Linked DNA regions of Gossypium hirsutum: region 1 is linked to region 2. The links are chromatin contacts, called in public Hi-C maps. All regions are on one chromosome and are shown on one strand. Each heading gives the region's core, a stretch centred on a gene start, on an enhancer-like site or on the middle of the called end of the contact. The rest is flanking DNA. Distances are from core to core; before and after follow the strand shown.

Region 1 (7,267 bases), core at 1,557-4,056, 260 kb before region 2:
CCAAACTAGAGAAGCACCCGACTATCTTAAGTTACAGCAGCACTAAGCATATTAGCAGTAACATGCAAACAAACACTCTTGGCGCTGGCTTTTCTATTGAATTTTAGTTATCATATTATACAAGTTCAGATAAGAAAATGACTTGAATATGCGAGGAAAGATTAGATGGTGTGTATATGAAACAAATGATACATGTTTCTCTTGAGCTGACTGGAAATGACATAATGGTATCTAAACCTATAAATGTAAAAGATACTTAATGAGAACTGTGGTCTATGAAAATGAAACTCATTAGCATTCCATAGATTGACATGTGCAAACAGAATATAACACCATTAGTTATAATCACCTGCATTTCCTATTCCAGGTTTCAATTGCATGATTCCCTGTCCATAAATTGAGGAAGGATCCATGGGCATAGATCTCTGAGTACCACCCAAGTTCACTTCACCTTTAATGTCCTGTGAGGAGTATATGTATATATATAGAGTCACTAGTTCAACTAAAATGGAACAGTATAACAGTGAGGTTGTAAAGTGTTGATGTAAATGCAAGAAAATATGTATCCAAGTAGCATAGGTACAGCAATTTCTAGTGTCCATACCTGAATTTGCTGCAATGCCGCAGTTACATCTCCATGGTTTCCTTGAACCAATTGACTGCATCACAGACAGTTTTTCTGTGTTATAAACCTGAAAAGAGTTCATCACATTAAAACAAAACATCTGATCTAAAATTTACAACTATACTTACCCGGGATGATTTGTAGCTGACTTTAAGAGGGCCATCCTAGCATCAAGAAGAGGTTGGGATGTCTCTGAAGTCACTGCATTTGGTTGTTTCATGCGCTCTTCATACATTTTTGCTGCCAAAGCACTAGCATTTGATTGTCCAAGCATTCCTTCAGAACCAATAGCATTTACAGGACCAACCATAGATGGATTATTAGGATCCCTACGCTGCAACTGTGCTTGACGCATTAGCTGCAGCTGCTGCATCTGCAGCTGTTGTTGCTCCTTTGCTTTGATTTGCTGTGCCTGTTCATAATACCATAATAGTTCGAAAACAACCAGTATAAATTGCACTATTGAAAAGAATTAACAACAATACTTGCTAAAGTTTTAATCGGCCACCTCTATGTATGCTGCAGCAGCCTCTGAATGCTTGTCATTTGTTCTAGATATGAAAATGTCCCAAAAGACAGACCACCACTCAAAAAGAAACCCACCAGGAGCATCAATTGCTGGATAAATAAACAAATTTTAAATGAATCAGTCATTCAAAATAATTCCCCTCTACTAACAATATGCTGTATTAGTTACAACATAACCAAGCAACTAGAGTAAAATTTAACCGTTAATTTCAATGAAAAAATCACCGATCATTAATTTGAAAATTAATAAAGCACCTTTCTCCCACCTAATATTAGACACGGACTTGGATATGATATCTGACACGTGCAAATCACTTTCAGCGAGTTTTACAGTAAAGTTCAGAATCTAGGTGTCATACCCATGTAACTTTGAAGCGCCAACATGTGTAACGCAGTACTTTAAGGTAAAATAAAGAATGCAAGCAACTTAGGCTAAATATATATATATATAAACTCCATATTTCCTTTCCACGGAAAAGAATTTCAGTCGCACAATTTCATCAATTAACTAAAACTAGGACATGAAAATCTGGATTTGAATTTCATTTGCTATATAAATTGTGGGAACAAATACATACATTATATAAGAATTAGTTAAGATTCAATATGATTAGATATTTGAAAGGTATAAAATATGAATTTCAAATTGACAAATATCTAAGGTCATTTAAAATTCACACCTAAATAAACATCTGAAAACCCATGATTTTGAAAATTAATCATGAATGTTAAATTTAAAAGTGTATTTATTAAATAATTTACACTATTTTTAAAATCCAAATCCATCTCTGGAAATCCAAGTTCCCAAATGCAACCTATATGAATTTATACTCAGTCAAAGCTAAATCTTACCTACTGGATCCGGGGCGACTTTCCCTTCTGTCATGAAAGACTTTGCAGTGGTATGCAATTTTTTCTTTACCAAATAATCATAAATATAGACATCAAGCCTACAGCCAAAAAAAAAAAAAAAGGAACTTAACTAAGCTAAAAAAATTTAAAAAAATTTGCCAAAAAAAACTAAGCTAAAATTAGAATCAATTTTCTGAAAGAACATAAGAGTACATCTTATCTGCTTCCCAATTACTCTGCGCCATCGTTTCAGCCACAAAAATCAATTAACTGTTCAAAAAAAGAAAAAGAAAATTATAAAATTGATCGAAAGCAAATTTAAATACTCAATTTTATCATAAAAGTTATAAATTAAGTACGGCACTGATATTTTATCGAAACTAACCTTAAAGGGGCGGATTCAGACGGATCAAAGCCTACATTACCATTCTTGAGCTCATGAAGAAGCGATCTTTATTGATCAATCGTTGGTTTCCGCATTCAATAATAAACAATTCCAAAATTTCATAAGTTTCTTTAAAGGATCTTGAAATTGATGAGTTAATGGAGTAGAAAAGAGTTATGACCTTTCCAATCCAATCCAGAAAAAAAAACAAAAAATAATAAATTAGGGTTCTTTTTTATTGGGAAAAAAAGGTTTCTTAGCTCAAAGTTATAATTTTCCGACAGAAGAAAAAATATAGGGACATTTTGCTCAAGATCCGAAGCTGAGATTTGGATGCTTGGTGTGGACCAAACCTGAGGCTTGAATCTATAAGCTTAGCAGATGGTGCTTAGAAGTTATGCGCTGGATAATAAGTTGAGACGTGGGTCTAAAATTTGAGTATTTTGGATAAAATATTAGATTTAAAAATTGATTTAGACAAAATAAAATTATATTTGTTTAAAATATAGGTTAAACTCAAGTTTGAACCTTCAATGTTTAAGTTGATTCAATTAAGTCTGCTTTTAAATTTGCAAATGTTTTATATTATATTACTATAATATAAAAATTAAAAATATTAAGATAACTAACTATAAAAATTTAATAAATATATATAAAATTATTAAATATTAAATTAAAAATAATATAAATGTATTTTTAAGAAAAATAATATGGACGGACCTAAAACGGGTTTGAATTAATTATTTATAAGTGTAGGTAGATTTGGACAAAATTTGAAGTTCATATTTCGAGTCAGGTTAAACTTGTACAAACATAAAGTGTATTAATATTATGCCTAAACTCGACCCGTGAACACATCTAATGGTGGTGTCCATTTTCTCCCTTCTTCACTTAAGACATTAGCTAATGAATCGTGTAATTTCCAATTAAAATTTGGCTAAAATGAATTTGAATATTTTATTTTATTATTTAAAATAAAAATATAAAAATCAATTTTGCTATTTATATATTTTTATAATAGTATTTATCTATAATTTATAATCTATATTTATAATATATTTATAATTCTATAAAAGCACCACGCTATAGAAATTTATGAGCTAAAGAGAATATTTATTATTGTTAATTATATTATTAATTTAACATTAGAATAATAATTTATTAATATGATTATATGATCATGATTAAAGTAATATTAATAAATATAATTTTATAATAATGTGAAATTAATTAATTTTATCATTCTACTTAAAAACATCATATAATATAAAATCATTGAGCATAATTGGATAAATTAAAAATAATAAAAAATTCAAATTTTTAATTAAATAAATATAATTTTTAAATATAAATATGATTTTATTTTAAATATGATAATAATTAATATGTTAAAATATTTTTTTTATAATTAATAAAAATTAAATATGTGATATTAACATTATATACATTAAAAGATAATATCAACAAATTGGTAATCTAATATATAATGTATAAAGTTATTAATTATTAATTTTTATATCAAAAATCAAAAGAAAATAAACATATTTTATAATTAAATTAAATATTACTTTTTTTATGCATACTTATTGCAACAGTTTGATTAGAAACAAATCTCATCTTAACGAATAGTATGACTCATATCTATTTAAGAAGTCATAATAAGAAAATTTAACAATTGAGAATTAGTATTTTATATTATTCTACCTTTTGTAAAATATATAAAATCAGTAATATAATATAAAATAATTATAATTATAATTATAATTATAATTATTTGTTAGCTCAATAAATCAAACCGAAATGGCCAAGAGGGGAGTGAATTGGCTTTTTTTAAAAATGTGAAAGCTAGAAAGAAAATTGAAAGATGAACACGATAATTTAGAGTGGTTCGGCCCCAATTTCCTACTCCACTACCTTAACTTTCCACAACTAAAGATTTTCTCAAATTCACTATTTTGATAACATTTAAGGACAATGTTTAACCTCACAACTCCATTAATTTCTACCCCAAACCCTCTCAAGGAAATACAAATAAGCAAATAAAGAAAAAATCATTACAAGATCAAAGTGCTTGCAAATTAAGTTCAAATACAATGAAATACATTTGAGCAAAAGAATAGAAGTAAAGCTCACAAGTGTACATAAAAATAATATGGAAATAGTAAGCTCAAAGGTTGTTTGATTGATGATTTTTGCTTAAAAGTGCTTTCTTGTTGTTGTAGGATCTTTAGAAGTTGGTATTTATACCTACTAATTAATTTCCAACCGTTGAGATTGTTGGTGTCATGAATAAAGTCGTTGGGGATATAAAAATCAAAGCATTTAATTCACTTGCAACACCGAGTATCAATACCATATAAAAAGGTATCGATAATTTTTGCAATAAATGCTAAATTCAGTGACCGTTGGAGTTTTGCTAGTGATACCAAAACAATTTTATCGATACTTTATAAGTTTTGTGAGAAACATAATGTTATTTTTAGTATCGTTTTTAAGAAGGGGTATCAATAATTCAGAAAATATCGATACTTATTAGGGTTTGAAAAACAAAATGTCATTTTGGTATCGCTTTTAAGAAGGGGTATTAATATTTCAAAAATTATCGATACTTAATCAAAAGGTATTGATACTTATTAGGGTTTGTGAAAATAGAATGCCACTTTGGTATTGTTTAAGAGAGGGTATCGATAATTCAAAAAATATCAATACTTGGCCAAAAAGGTATCGATACTTGTTGGTTTAGAGCAATTTTGACTTGTTTGAAAATTGTTTGATTTGATAAAAGTCTTTTTACTAAGTGAAAATCATTTTAACTTTGATTTTAAAGTTGTTTAAAAAAATTTCTAAGAGTTCAAAATAGATGTTCAAAATTTTATCTCTTAATTTTAAACAAATCATTTTGCTAATTTTGTTTAATTTTAACTTTTATTCAAAAACACTTCAATTTGTTATATCAAAACATTTTATCAAATAAAGCTTGATTTAACAACCTCCCCTTTTAATATAAGAAAACATTTGGTAAATTTGTTTTTGAATAATTTGCTCCCTTAATAAAAGTCATTTTGAATATAAGTCTAAAATAAAATTTGACAAACAATGTGACATTCATTTTTACTTTAAGGAAAATTGGTCACAAAATTTGCATATTTGCATATAGTTAGCATAAATGAATAATCAATTAATATACCTTTTATTAAGGAGAAATGAGGTTAGTTCATCATAATAGATATTTAAAGGTAAATGGGTAAAGAACTAAAACGATAATGTATATTAAAATACCAATAAAGCAATAAAGTGCAAGAAAATATAGTTATAGGCATAAATAAATAAATCTAGGTGCAAATGTTATGAGTGTGAAATGAATGACTTAAATCTAATCTAATCATCACTAGGAGGAAAAGGAGGAGTCGAAGGGAAGCGAGCTAAGAGAGACGTCATTTGTGCCTCCAATGTCAATAGTCGAGAGTTAACATCTTCCCTAAGATCTCGAGCATCATTGTTCAATGGATAGATAGCATCGAGAAGAGCATTATTAACCTTAGAAGAGGGTTGAACAACATAAGATGAAGAAGCCAGTGGAGGAGCATGCTCGGGTGAAGGGACATGTTCAAAAGTGCCTTCATCATCGTCATCATCAGCAACTAGACTACCTCCCTTAATCCACTCACCGGAGTTGGCATCATAGTGATAGTCGGAATGGTAAAGTGCACCGTAACTTATGGGTTGATTGGACGTGATGGGGGAGTCTCCAAGAGTGCTAATTCCTAACCGTCTAAAGATATATGACAAATACATGTCATGAGAAAGGGTGATATTTGTATTCACCCCCCTCCCGATAGCCTTAGTAATGTCATTAAACATGATGAAAGCAAGGTCAGGACGCCTATTATTTTGGACAGAATCGAGCCACCAATAATCAGTGTTTCGAAGCTTGGCATGTTTCATAATAGGATGTAAATTCCAAGTTAGGATAAGGTGGAAGACTCGGTCGTGTAGAGAAAGTTTAGAAACTAATCTGAATAGAATAAAGCTAACTTTTTGAGCAATGATGATATTGTCAGAGATATTCGTCCCCGCAATAAAGTTAGCTTGGTTCTGCTTGACCAGTTTGATCATCAGGCGTATAAATCAATTAACAATGATTTTAGTGATAATCTTGTATATAACGGTGCACAAATTGATAGGTCTAAACTGAGAGATTGTTTGTGGACCATTGATTTTAGGGATTAGCACAATTGAAGTTCTATTTAGTTCAGGGTCCAGGGTAGTCCCCTTAAAGTCTGCCGAACAAGGCTGCAAACCAAGTCACCAATCACCGCCCACTGCAATTGATAAAACTTAGCATGAAAGCTATCAATCACAAAAGCTTCGAGTTGTGACATGCTAAAAACGGCTCAACAAATCTCATCACTGGAGGCCACCATTAAATGAAGATCTTTTTCATAGTCTGAGATAGACGAAAACTGGTTAATACAAGATTGTTTCCCATCCACCTGGTAGTCGGCTGAGTACAAGTTCTTGAAGAAGCTCACTCATAATTTTTTAAGTGACCATCATCAAAACACCAGCCCTCTACCCCCAAATTAAGTCCCTCAATTCTATTAGTTTTCCTTCTCATCAAAGTACGACTACGGAAGCGCTTTGTATTCTTGTCACCATTTAGCGACCACATCGATCAAGATTTTTGAAACCACACTAGCTCTTCATGCATTAAGACCCCTTCAATATATTATAAGAGTGTAATTCTTTTACCCGTGGTTTCTAACTTTATGCATAGTAATGGACACTTATAATATGACAATAAATATTCACCTAATAAAAAATATCCAATATATAATATATATTCATTAATAAAATTTAGATATTTATAAAAAAAG
Region 2 (7,202 bases), core at 3,670-6,169:
GGGAACCCGAAATCATTCTGACATTGTCTCACAAAATTTATTATATCTCATGATTTACAATTATATTGCTTACACAATTTCTTCTATGAGAAACTAGACTCAATAATATTTAATTTCATATTTTATTCATCTTCTAATTCAATTCCCACAATTTTTGGTGATTTTTCAAAGTTAACCTACTGCTGTTATCCAAACTGTTTTAGTGTAAAATATTGATTACTAAGTTTATAACACTCTTATTTTCTTTCTCTACACTATTTCTCATCACTTTCTCTTATTTTCTCTTCACTAAGATACCAAGAACATAAAACCTTATATAATAAAACTCTACATTAACATCAATTTCATACCTTTTCAATAATATTAAACTCAAAAATATATTGAAATCTTGATGTTCTTACCTTGCTCAATTGATTTCAATCTTTAACTTGATTTTCTCTCTCCTCCAGCTTCTATTTCTTGAATCTAACTTGATATTCTAGCTCCCCATAGTCTCCTTGTTATCTTTCTCTCTTGATGGATATGAAAATTCTTTTGATTTCTAAATGAAAATGGTGAATTTTTTGATAAAAGGACCAAATTGTAAAGAAAAGAAAGTTTCTTTCTTTCTTTCCTCTTCATACGTTGGTTGCATGGGGAAGAAGATGGTAATTCCTCATCTTTCCTTTCATATATATACTAAATAGAATAATAATAAATTAATAAAATATCATTTAAAAATCATATTAAAATATTAATAAACTAATATTTATTTAATTAATTAATCTAAAATATCACCAACATCATCATTGCCTTCTAGATTTCTCTCTCTTATAATTGACCATTTTGCCCTTCATAATCTTTTAAAATTCCATCATTGAGTCACACTTAATTTGGTAAAATTACGATTTAGTCCCTCATAATTCTTATCTTATTCAATTTGGTCCTAATTCATCCATTTTCCTTAGTTTCTAGATCATTCCACCCTTAAAATATTTACACCTTTGGTCCTTCAAATTTTTCATATTTACACTTTAACCCCTCAAATTTTGAGTATTTACTCTTAGGCAACAATACTTTTCTCACTTTTGTGATTTAATCCTTCCTTGCATTAATATGTCATAATATACTTCTCAATGTTGACATAACTCAAAATTTCCCTTTTTTTTTACTTTATTTCCTTATTTTACTATACCAAGGATAATATCTTACTGTAGAAATTTTTAAAATATTACATTTATGGTCCCGAAACCACTGTTTCGACTAGGCCCAAATTCGGGCTATTACATTTATGATATTATAAGTTTTGATTAGTGCAAAATTATATTATTGTGAAATGTTAAGTGCGAGCTCAATAGTAATGTGAGCTAGTTATATTGCGTAATAAAATGTGATTAATTAGATATGTTGGAAATGTGAACACTTGAAATCGTTGGATATCATTGGCATGCTATAGGATCGTGAGTACTCACCCCTTTTTTATTATGTGTTGTGCATTGTGGCTCGGAGATAGTGTTGGAGAGATAAGGGAATGTCGAGCATAACTCCATTCACCGTAGATAGCATGGTGTATTTGGAGAATGTGAGCATACATGCTATACTTACATGGAGATAGCGTACAACTTTATGAGTCATGTGGTGTGTTTTGAAGATCCGTTTATTCAATGAGTATATAATTTGACTATGTTTCATATTCACGATTTGCCAATATATCACTGTGTTGAGTATGTCATTTGTGTTATATGTGAATTGTTAAAGTATGTTTAAATTCTAACATGTTTGGTGTGAATATTTTTGTTGTATGCATGTGTACTCGCTGAGCTTTACCAAGCTCACATTCCTTACTTTACCTTGCAGATAAATAGTTCATGAGTTAGCGAGGAGAGTGGTAAATCGGTGATCCATCGCAAGATAATTTTTTTTAGAATATGTGTGTTGAGCTTTTAAACTTTGAAGTGAAGGCAATGTGGGTTGTACCAAAGGTTTAGTACTAGAATTAGACTTAGACATTTTAAATAAAATTTTCAACAGTTGTAAATAGAAATTACAAACTGTTTGATTTTTGGGATTTTTTTGAACGTTATAATTGCTTGCTTGATTGCTTGTTTAGATGGATTTTATTAATTGATTAATATGATGATAATTAAATGAACTAACAAATTTTTGCAGCTAAGGGAGACCGCTGAGTATTAAGGTAAGCTCTATACCTTCTGATTGGGTGAAATAAATGATTAATTTAGAAAAGCATGCGCTTAGGTCTAATTTCCTATATGAAATATTCTGCAAATGTGTGGTGTGTACGGTTGGTTAGTGTGGTTCGTAAAGTTTTAAATGGAGAGTCACTTCGGTGGCTAATGTGATGTTTAAAATTTGGGTTGGATCGTTCCGGCTGGGTTTGGGGCGTCACATTGTCCAGCACTGAAGCAAAATATATTTATTCTGATAGTTGTTGTGCTCAAGTTTTATGGATGAAGCAACAACTTAAGAACTATGGAATTGATATAGATACCATTCCTATCAAGTGTGACAATACTAGTGCTATTTGTCTCACTAAAAATCCCATCTAACATTTTAGGACTAAACACATTGAAATAAGACATCATTTCATTAGATATCATGTCCGAAAAGGTGAAATAGTTCTAGAGTATGTAGGCACTTTGAACCAATTAATTGACATTTTTACTAAACCTTTAGATAAAGAGAGATTTTGGACATTTAGGAGAGAACTAGGTTTGACCACCTGGCCTTGACTTTATGTTGAATTTTTCCATGCACTTTGATTGAATTTTAAATTGTTATATTGTTTTTGTATTGCAGAAAGCTTGATGAGAAAAATATTCATGGCTCTTATATCCAAAAAGATAAAGGGAGTTTTATGTGGTTATTTGATCTATTTTGACATTATTTATCTAGTTTGACTTATTCTTTTGATGCTCTTGGACTTGTTAAAATGAACTTAATTTTATTAACTTAGTCATTTTTTTGAATTTATTTTGATTTCATAAGATTGTGGTACGAGAATAGCGGAGAATACCGTTCGGTTAAAATCCAAGAATGGCAAGAATCCGTCTAGCCAAAAACACAAGTGCAATTTTAAGAAAATTTTATTACTATAAATATCACAAATCAGCTCGATTTTCAAAATTTTAACTTTTTGCTGTGCAAGAAAACTGTTTTTGAATCAAAAAATTTTCAACAATAGCTACTCACTTACGACCTTCGTCTTTCCTTTGTCTTGAGATGGCCTAACATCGTTTTTAGCTATGTACAATAATTCAGTCATAAAAATAGTATTAGTTTTCACTCAATCATATGATAAACACATCAATTAAATATACTTTGCATTTTATTCATTTTAGTCCTTATATTCAAAATGCTCATATTTTTGGATATTTAGTATCAAATCAAAACCGAGTTTCATATTATTTCATTAGAGGCCTTGTACTTCTAATCTATAGCATAATTTCTTAACAACTTTTAATTGTTTATAATTATATAATTGGAGTTCAATGTGGAAATTAAATTAATTAGTAATAGCAATTTTATTGAATAAATAATTAAATTCATTTTTCAATAGTAAAGTTTTCATGACTCGAACTGAATTAGAATTTGATTGAAAAAATAATTTGATTAAAGAAATTAATTAATTAAATTAATTAATTAATTAATTAAACAAATAATATTTTAAAAATAAAAACAAATTATTAGGTAATAAAATTATATAAATTAATTTAAAAATTAAATAACACAAATAATTCAACCTAATACAGAAAAGTTACTAATAAGCCCATTTGTGATGCGATAAGCAGCACACAGGGATTCTAGAAGGGTGTGCACCGCCTACCCCTTTTGATTAATTTGTGTGTTTCATCTTATTTAATTTATGTGTAAATTCTCCTAAATTTATTCTGATTAATTGGTTTAAGTTAAATTATTTATTCAATACCCTTTTGTGGAATTCTATTTTTATCCCCAAGTCCACTGCGATTGTTTTGAAAATTGGGATAAAAAACCCTTTAGATGCCAATGCACAGAAGGCATGGTAGAGGCATCCTCAATCTAACTGAAATTATCATATAATTAGTTAAATGTAACTTAAAAGTCAATAAAAAGGGTAAATTATATCATTAGTCATTAAATTATAGATAAATTTTTGTTTTAGTTCTGTAATTTAAAAAAATTATAATTTAGTTACTAAACTATTTAAAAGTTTTCATTTAAGTAATCGAATTGTTGAAATCAATACTATATAACTTTTTCTATTCGTACTATCTGCACCAATTTTTTTCAAATATAATTTAAATAAAATTTTTTAAATAATTAAATAACCAAATTTTATATTTTTTAATTAAGTGACTAAAACATAATTATAATTTAGTAACTAATGGTGTAATTTATTCTGAGAAAAAAGAAATGAGTTTTAGCAAATGGAAAGTTAGCAATAGCATGCCGGATTTTATTTAAGTAATTTAAAATTTTTAAAATTTTTAAATTATAAAATTACATTTTAATCCTTTACAAATGATAAAAATTAATTAATTTTTTAAAAATTATAAAAATATAAATTATAAAAATAATAAAATTATATTTTTACTATTATAAAAATTATAATTTAATTTCAGTTAGCTTTCTACCTCCGTCGAAAGTAACTTAAGAGTTTGGACATATAATATTTGGGGTTGGAAATGGAATTTAGGAGTAATTATAAATTTTGAGCTTTTGGAGTTAAAAAGGAGGGTGTAAGAAATTGAAGCAAGCACGCAACCCAAGTTTTGAACGGTATACGTACATTTCAATTCTAGAAGCACTTAGAATTGCTGTTCAAATCATAGCCACTCGCACCGTACGGCTATAAACCGTCGACGATAACTTCATTAGAAGGCAAAGCAATTCTAAGCATGTATCATAGCCTTCTACAAAAGCAAATCAATTTTGATACATGGAGTGAAATATATTAAATTTTATTTATGAAAGCTATTAATTTTTAAGTTTGAAAATTATTCGATTTAGTTGAGAATTAATTATTTCTGAATTGATATATTTTTATAGCATTTAAAAATCTATTTTTTAATTTTAAAATGTATTTTGAATCATTTAATTTTGAGTTTGGGACTTAAGTTATAATTATTTTAGTGAAACTATGCGAATCAAAACTTTTAGACAGGATTATTAAGGGAAATGATGAGTTTCGAACTTTAAATCGAGTTTAAATTATATTGAGATCGAATTTTAAGACTTAATTTTTATTATATATTAATTAGGTTTTATTAAATTTAGTTTAAATTTACTTTTTAACCTATATATAAATGTCTCTTCATGATTTATTCTTTTATGCAATATTACTTTTGTTTAACAGATGTGGGGATTTATTTTTTATCATTCAATTTATCGAGCATTATTTGTTTGAGGAGAATTAATAGAATTTATATGGTTTATTTATTTATGGTTGATATTCCTAAATTTATTATTTTAATTATTTTTGTTTGATCTTCCTCCATTGCCCGTTACCACACCCCTTTCTTAAGCCTATGCTTTAATCAGAAGCAAAAGAAACTGGAAGAAGAATAAGCAAACAGGATTTCCATTCAAACAAAATGGCAACTGTTTTAGATTCCCATTTCTTAGCTCTAACTGCCATTGTAACTGTATGTTTTTATTTTCTCCCTCTCTCCCTCCAAAATAATTGATGTTTGATTTATTTTGGGTTTTGCTTGTGCAGTTGGGATATCAAATATTTTTCTTTATAATCACCGCTCTTCTCAAGTTCGATAAAGTCACTGACTTTGCAGGTACCTCATCCATAAATTTAGCTTCTTTAATTGTTCTTTTGAACCTTTATTAGAGCATAGGAAAGGTAAAGACCCATATAACAATTCATACAATTCTTCAAATGTGAATTCATTGGTTTCTAAATGATATCGTCTTTGTTTTCTTTTGCTCAGGAAGCACGAATTTTGTTATAATTGCTGTGTTGACTCTGATAATTAAAGGATCATGGCATTTTCGTCAGGTAATTTGGATTGACTGCGTAAAAGTTTGCTTCAAACATCACTGGTTTAAACTGTTCATCTGTTAGGTGTTGACTCATTTTAGAGGGTCCTTAAAGCTCATTTATACTGTTCTTGCACCTCCTGTTTGTATGTAGTGATTTTGCAACTCTGCTTTCCAGGTAGTATTGACTTCGCTTGTAGTAATATGGGGGCTACGCTTGGCAATTTTTCTATTGATGAGGTATAATAGTATGAAATTTTATTAACTATTTTTTCCTTTTTTTTTTGTTTATATATATTTGATGATTTAATTGAAAGATTACCAATATCATGTGAAATGCGTTCAGAATTTTGCAATGGGGCGAGGATCGACGTTTTGATGAGATGCGCAGTAATTTGGGGAAATTAGCAGTTTTCTGGATATTTCAGGTCTTCGTATCTGTCTGATCACACCCATTTCTTTGCTGTTTATCAGTGTGACATCTAATAAACTTTACTGCACCACAATCTTTACATGCATTGCAGGCTGTCTGGGTCTGGACCGTGACTTTACCTGTAACCGTGGTTAATGCTAGTGATAGAGATCCATCGGTTCAGGCTGAAGACATCATAGGGTGGATTATGTGGTCAGTGGGTATCTCTTTTGAAGCTGCAGCTGACCAGCAAAAGCTTTCTTTCAAAAATTCCCCTGAAAACAGAGGAAAGTGGTGCAATGTTGGAGTATGGAAATACTCTCGCCATCCAAACTATTTTGGTGAGGTGAGCATCATGATTTCCCAGTGTCACCAGTTATGCATCTGGTTGCTTTGCTTCCCTAGATGACTCTAGCTACTACTAGTGCTTGATTTATTCTAAGATCCCTTCCTTTGATAAATAATTCCTCCAAATGATTCTTAACAAATATTGGCTAGATTTTTCTTTGGTGGGGAATTTTCGTTGCCTCTACTCCTATACTTGAAGGTGCTGAATGGCTGGTGATTCTTGGGCCAATCTTTCTGACATTGCTGCTTCTTTTTGTTAGTGGCCTACCATTGCTCGAGGTTTGTTTTCCTACCTTCATTTTTTTATATTGTAATATTTTGCCACAATTTTGCAATCTGCTTAACTGATGTTATATTACATGTATCGGACACAGGAGTCTGCAGACAAGAAATTCGGGAATGTTGCTGCATATAGGATTTACAAGGAAACAACTAGGTTTGTCATCTTTCTCCTATTTAATCTCTTCAACTA

The links. Hi-C and Micro-C count contacts between places; a contact is called where the count stands out from the background.
Region 1: a Hi-C map of leaf shows a contact between it and region 2, with 1.7 times the contacts expected there. The contact joins the promoter of LOC107908476 here to the promoter of LOC107908481 in region 2. A contact is called at or near these places in 4 of 34 Hi-C or Micro-C datasets (leaf and petal).

What each region holds. Positions count from the first base shown.
Region 1 is chrD02:43,216,600-43,223,866 of Gossypium_hirsutum_v2.1, reverse strand. It overlaps LOC107908476 (transcriptional corepressor LEUNIG_HOMOLOG), which reads right to left and starts at 2,806. Exons shown (of 18, transcript XM_016835654.2): 1 at 2,391-2,806; 2 at 2,219-2,275; 3 at 2,006-2,103; 4 at 1,134-1,243; 5 at 754-1,037; 6 at 605-659; 7 at 350-461. The coding sequence starts at 2,250.
Region 2 is chrD02:42,955,941-42,963,142 of Gossypium_hirsutum_v2.1, reverse strand. LOC107908481 reads left to right here and starts at 4,919. Exons shown (of 10, transcript XM_016835660.2): 1 at 4,919-5,624; 2 at 5,699-5,768; 3 at 5,922-5,989; 4 at 6,149-6,210; 5 at 6,317-6,398; 6 at 6,495-6,728; 7 at 6,881-7,009; 8 at 7,105-7,166. The coding sequence starts at 5,574.